Regions from separate parts of the Zea mays genome. Here region 2 is linked to region 1. A link is a contact called in public Hi-C data. All regions are on one chromosome and are shown on one strand. The core of a region is the stretch at or near the end of the contact, and the rest is flanking DNA. Distances in the headings are between cores, read along the strand shown.

The links. Hi-C and Micro-C count contacts between places; a contact is called where the count stands out from the background.
Region 2: a Hi-C map of ear shows a contact between it and region 1, with 2.2 times the contacts expected there. The contact joins the promoter of LOC103632317 here to the promoter of LOC100284889 in region 1. A contact is called at or near these places in 2 of 25 Hi-C or Micro-C datasets (ear and endosperm).

What each region holds. Positions count from the first base shown.
Region 1 is chr7:45,599,763-45,602,494 of Zm-B73-REFERENCE-NAM-5.0, reverse strand. It overlaps LOC100284889 (protein binding protein), which reads right to left and starts at 1,454. Exons shown (of 5, transcript NM_001157784.2): 1 at 912-1,454. The coding sequence starts at 1,393.
Region 2 is chr7:46,213,504-46,216,255 of Zm-B73-REFERENCE-NAM-5.0, reverse strand. LOC103632317 (ABC transporter B family member 28) reads right to left here and starts at 1,271. Exons shown (of 15, transcript XM_008654140.4): 1 at 804-1,271; 2 at 502-689. The coding sequence starts at 1,185.

The sequences.
Region 1 (2,732 bases), core at 205-2,704:
TGTTAAAGATAATAATTCCATTACTTAATGCTTTCACTTGTTCTAAAGCGACCACAAACAAGTGGTATATTAGCATGCAAGTGAACAGCAACAACAAAGCCTTTTATCTCGAGCAAGTTGGGGTACGCTAGAGTTAAAATCCAACAGCACACAAGTGAACAACAATGAAATATTCAAAACACATTTATGGAAATTACAGGGAATAGATTCAATAGAAACATCTTGGTCATCATAAAGTTGGCTGAAAATACCAAAATAAACTTGTCGAAACTGGTTACTGAAATAACGGTTACGAAATTGGGAGAATAAGGGCATTTTTTAGGCAGTGAGGATTAAGATAAAAAATGTAAAAGATTATCAGAGGGACCCCTCAGGCACACCCTAAGCAATTTCCCAGTTATGCAAGTCTGCAATATATGAAGTCACGCATGCTATCATGCATCACTCTAAATTTTTTCCATAACAATGCAGCCTTAACATAAACAACATAATTTACACTGACAATCAACCTTCCACATCCCCCTATGAATATTTTTAAGCAGAGGACATCACAAGTTGTCCAATAGTAATAGCCCTGTCATATTATGGAAAAAGAAAAGGGGAATCAAATAAAGGGGAAAAGAAAGGATCGCAATAAAAAGGTGCATAACATCTAGTCTACAACTCAAATTGAGCATCAGCACAGAAATGGTCAACACAGCAGGAAATAGCTACTATACAATCAAAAGCATGAGCACAGAAATTGTCAACACAACAGGAAATAGCTACTATACAATCAAAAGCATGAGCACAGATATTGTCAACACAGCACAACACAACGAGGCCTGGATGTGGCACGTAACTTCACCATGGCAATAAGATGTGACACCAGAAGTATTGGGGGCTCGTGCTCGATCCAAGCAGAGGCTCACCTGAGCTTTAAATCCTCATCACCCGCTCCCTCCTGGTCCGCGTTCCTGCGTCGACGCCTGTACTCGACGGTGACGCTGAGTACGTGGAGGAGGCACTGGAGCACGTAGCCTACGATCCAGACACGGAGCGGCACGGTGGGCCGCTCGCCCACCGATGCGGCGAGTACGGCCGCGGCGACGGCGACGAAGGCGAGGTTCCAGAGCATGTCGAGCACGACGACGGGCTTCGAGTAGGCCCAGTCGGTCTGGCGCTCCTCGAGGTGCTCGGCGGCCGTCTCCCGCACCGCCACGGAGGGCTCCCTCATCAGGCGCCGGCTCCCCGTGCGGCGGATGAACCGCGCCGCGCCGCGGAGGCTCGTGAGCCGCCCTAGCGGGCCACCGGAGGGGCCGGATGCCGGGGAGGTCGGCGGCGAGGGGATGAGGGGTGCGGACGGGGAAGCTGAGTCCCCGCCAGAGGAGCGGCGCGGAGAGGTCGACGCCATGACGTTAGCCAAACAGTCAAACCCTTACTGTTTCTGTCTCTTCTTCTCCCTCGCGTTATTTGCGTTTTGGCACTGATTAGCGTGGTTTTTGAGGGCGACGAGTAAGTTTGGAGCCTTTGCTTTGCTCGTGAGTTCGGTAGGCACCAGCAGTTGGGGGTATTTATGGCTAAACGTGCCACGCAGCAAAGCACTCGCACTAACCGACACTTAGAGCATGTACAATATAGATACCGACATAGATCTTCAAATATAAAATACAACTAATATACCATTTGGTTCACGAAATGTAACATAAATGGTAATAATAACGATTCACACTCGAATATCGGCGTTAACAAATTTGAATAAGATGGTATTTATTTATAGTGTGGTATCGATTATGATTAGACTTAAACAAACATGATTTAACATTATCGGTTACCCATTACGTTACCAATATGTGAATCAAACGGCATAAGACACAATACAATACAAAGGGGTGTATCTAAACCCTGCATCTTAGTTAATACTCCATACTCTTTGTATTAAAAAATGATTGATCTATTGTGCACATGTACTCATGGAACTAGCATATGGCTGAAAGATGGCCAACATATAAATGATGTACGTAGCTTGTGATTATTGTTCCTTCGATCTCGAACCGCGGGCAAGAGTGGTTGCTTGAACAAGAGCCGATTCTTCGTAATTTTTACAATTAGCACCTTAGATACCACTCAAGACACAGGTTATTAATTGGCTTTGTACATACCCTTAGTAATCGTGTTGTGCTATATCAGCACTAGTACCTAACTAGCGGTAAGCACTACACTATAGTATCTAATCGTGTCGTGTCATCACTATACGACACTAACATCTAATAATTCTCGTGCTAGCTCAAACATTATTTCACTTTAAAAGCTCAAAATATATAGAAGTTTTTTAAGATCATATATATAATTTTAAATCTTGAACATTTATACCATTATAAACTGAATTCATTAAGTTTAAAATCATTACAGATTACAATTTACAATCACATTCGCACATCACAATCACATCTATGTAACATTGATTGGTCCAAGTTGTGCATAATCGTGCCGACGACTTAATTATGTCGTGCTCGTGCCAATCCATCGTGCCAGGATGGCGGCCCAAACACGACACTAGACCCGTGTCGTGCCGTCACTGGTACTATATGAATCGTGCACGTGTCGTGCTTAACATGACCCACTTGACCATCTATAGTTGGGGCAATGGAAGCCTGGGACATTTCATCAAGAGTCAGACATGTCCGTTTGACAAGCAACATGGGCAAACAAGATTATCTACAACATTCCCTCTCTCATCTCCCACTATTCCA
Region 2 (2,752 bases), core at 22-2,521, 610 kb before region 1:
ATATGCACTATGACTATGAAAGCAATAGTCATAGACCCATAATACATTGAGAGTTAATAGGCTATACATTAACAGGATTACTAGTACACAAATAGGCAACTAAAGCACAACCTGTTTTAAAGATTTATTTTCATCATCGATGCATAGAATGCCTACTGCACTGGAGTGTTGATATTACATGAATATTTAAATAACTTGCTGCCAGTATCATCCAGGTACGTACTACGTAGTATATTTACCTAGTAGAACTATATTAAATGCTTCTACACCCTAAGAGGGAAAACAATGTGAATCATTCCATCATGACACGGAGAATAATTATATCTCTGAAGGTGTACAAAAAACACTTGATGATAACTTTTTTGAGCTATGGTCAAGGTAACAAAGCCATGCAAGTAATCAGCAAATATCAATTCATCATTCATACAAGCACATCCAATGTTGTCAGAATGCAGAATAAAAAAAAGCATTAATAAAACAGGGGATGTCGGCTGAAAGCACCTTTTGGATCAGAATCCTTCGAAATATCTGGCTCCGCAGCCTTGCCATAACCTGCTCCCAGATGATAGTTATATTGATCACGAATATGATGGTGAAGATGGGCTCCAGTGTGTACAGTATCGCAATCTTGGATAAGAGCCTCCACAATGGCTCGTTCCCCCTCCCAATCAGGGTCTCGAAAAACCTCCCTGCAACAGGAACACAGCACACAGCCAGCCCATTTCAGAAAACCAAACAAGCAGCATCAGCGTCAGCGGCGCATGCGCATCCGAGAGGTCTCAACCAACGCCCTAGTTCCTCACCTGAGAAGAGCGGCATGGAGAGCGTGCAGGTGGTGCAGGCGACGAGCGCGGCGATGCAGACCGCGATGCGGGCCCTGTGTCGCGAGAGCAGCGCCCAGACGCCGGCCCAAGTGACCGCGTCGGAGGAGGATATCGCAGCGGCGACATCGGCTGCCGCGGCGGTGGCGTCGAGAGAAGGCGGCGCGTATGCGGCCTCCGGGCCCGGCGCTGGCGCAGAGATGTAGGCGCACGGCGGGCGCGGGCGCGGGCGCACGAAATGGAGACGATTGCGAGGAAAGAACGATGAGAGCGGGTTTGTAGTGGGAGGGCGAGGGGGTGATAGGGTGGCGCGGGAGGAAGCAGGGGTGAGGAGAAGGCGCGCGCTCCAGGTGGAGATCGCCATGGCGCTGATGGCTTGGTTTGTGCGGATATCTGATGCGGCGATGGGAGGCGGAGACGAGGCGGAGGAACAGGAAATTATATATGCCTGTTGCACGCGTAGCCAAATAGCGGCTATCCGTTGCAGAACTCCACACATCGCAGATGGACAGACATTAGGATGTGCGCAGCGGTTACCGCTAGCAATCCTCCTCCCCTTGCATGCCGTCTGTAGGGGCACCCTACAGCCGCAGCGGTACCCCTACAGTGCCCTTATATGTCGGCCTTCTTCTCTCTCCCCCCAGATCTAGTGTGTCACTGTTCATCACCCTAAACACTATGTTGTGGGTCCACGAGTAATTGTTAGTAGATAAAAAATTGATAGTTAATATAGAAAATGGTATTTTATAGTTGTAGTGGAGTATAGGGTAGTATTTAGGAGAAACCGCTGCGGGAGATGAAAAAATAGGGAGAAAAATAGGGGACAAAAGTGATATAGGAGGAAAAATTTAGGGGTAACGGTTGCGGATAGCCTTAGATATGTACTATCCTGAGTCGTGGTTTAGTTTTACAAATATGAGATAATTAAAAAACTCTACGATACAACCTATAGACTCTAGACCAAAAATATAACTAAAAATAATATGTATAGAGAATTATATAGAGACGGACTCTTCACAGATTGTTCATCTCTTATATTTTTTTCAATTAGCCTATTAAATATCACTCAATAGACCATATCTCAACTACACCACATGTTAATACCGAGGGCGTCCACCGGCGTCACCACGCCTCCACCCTTGCCCTCCCCGTCCCCCGCCAATCTCACAGCGGACTCTCTTCACCACCGCGTCGAAGCCATTCCCCACTCCCCCACTGCGGTCCCCCCTTCCCCGAATTTTTTGCATTTTAGCCCTTCCTTTAAAAAAAATTCACGTTTGGACCCTAGAAAATTTTAATTGCATTTTTGGACCCTTTGCTCGGCGCCATAGCTTATGGCGCCGAGCTAACACAGCTCGGCGCCATAGGCTATGGCGCCGAGGTACGTGCTGCGCTGGCACAAACGGACGTCGTGGCGCCGACGTGGCACCGAGCTCGGCGCCATAGATCTTGGCGCCGAGCTCGGTTATGTACATAAACCTGCCTAGCTCAGTTGGTACAGTGCAAGACTCTAAACCTTGTGATCGTGGGTTCGAGCCCCATGGTGGATGTTTTTTTATACTTTTTGTCTTTGTCGTATTTATTTTTTTTTGTCCAGATTTTTCGTTTATGTCGCATCCAGATTTATTTCTCATCCAGATTTATTTCTTCGGCCTGGAAAGAGCTTGTTGCCGAGACACCAACCATGTAGCAGTAAAAACGGACACGTCAAAGCAACACCAAGGATGTCATATAAAAAACGCCTGTGAGTTCGTTCCTTTACGTGCCTGAATTTTTCAAAGCATGCATGTCACACACAAAAACTGTACCAGTACCAATTAACTTAATTGCTCACATCAGCTTTTCATAAACCATATGCATGCGACGCGTCCTTTGACACACTCGATCGGCTTTACAACATAATCAAATGATATGGCATATAACTCGAGAGG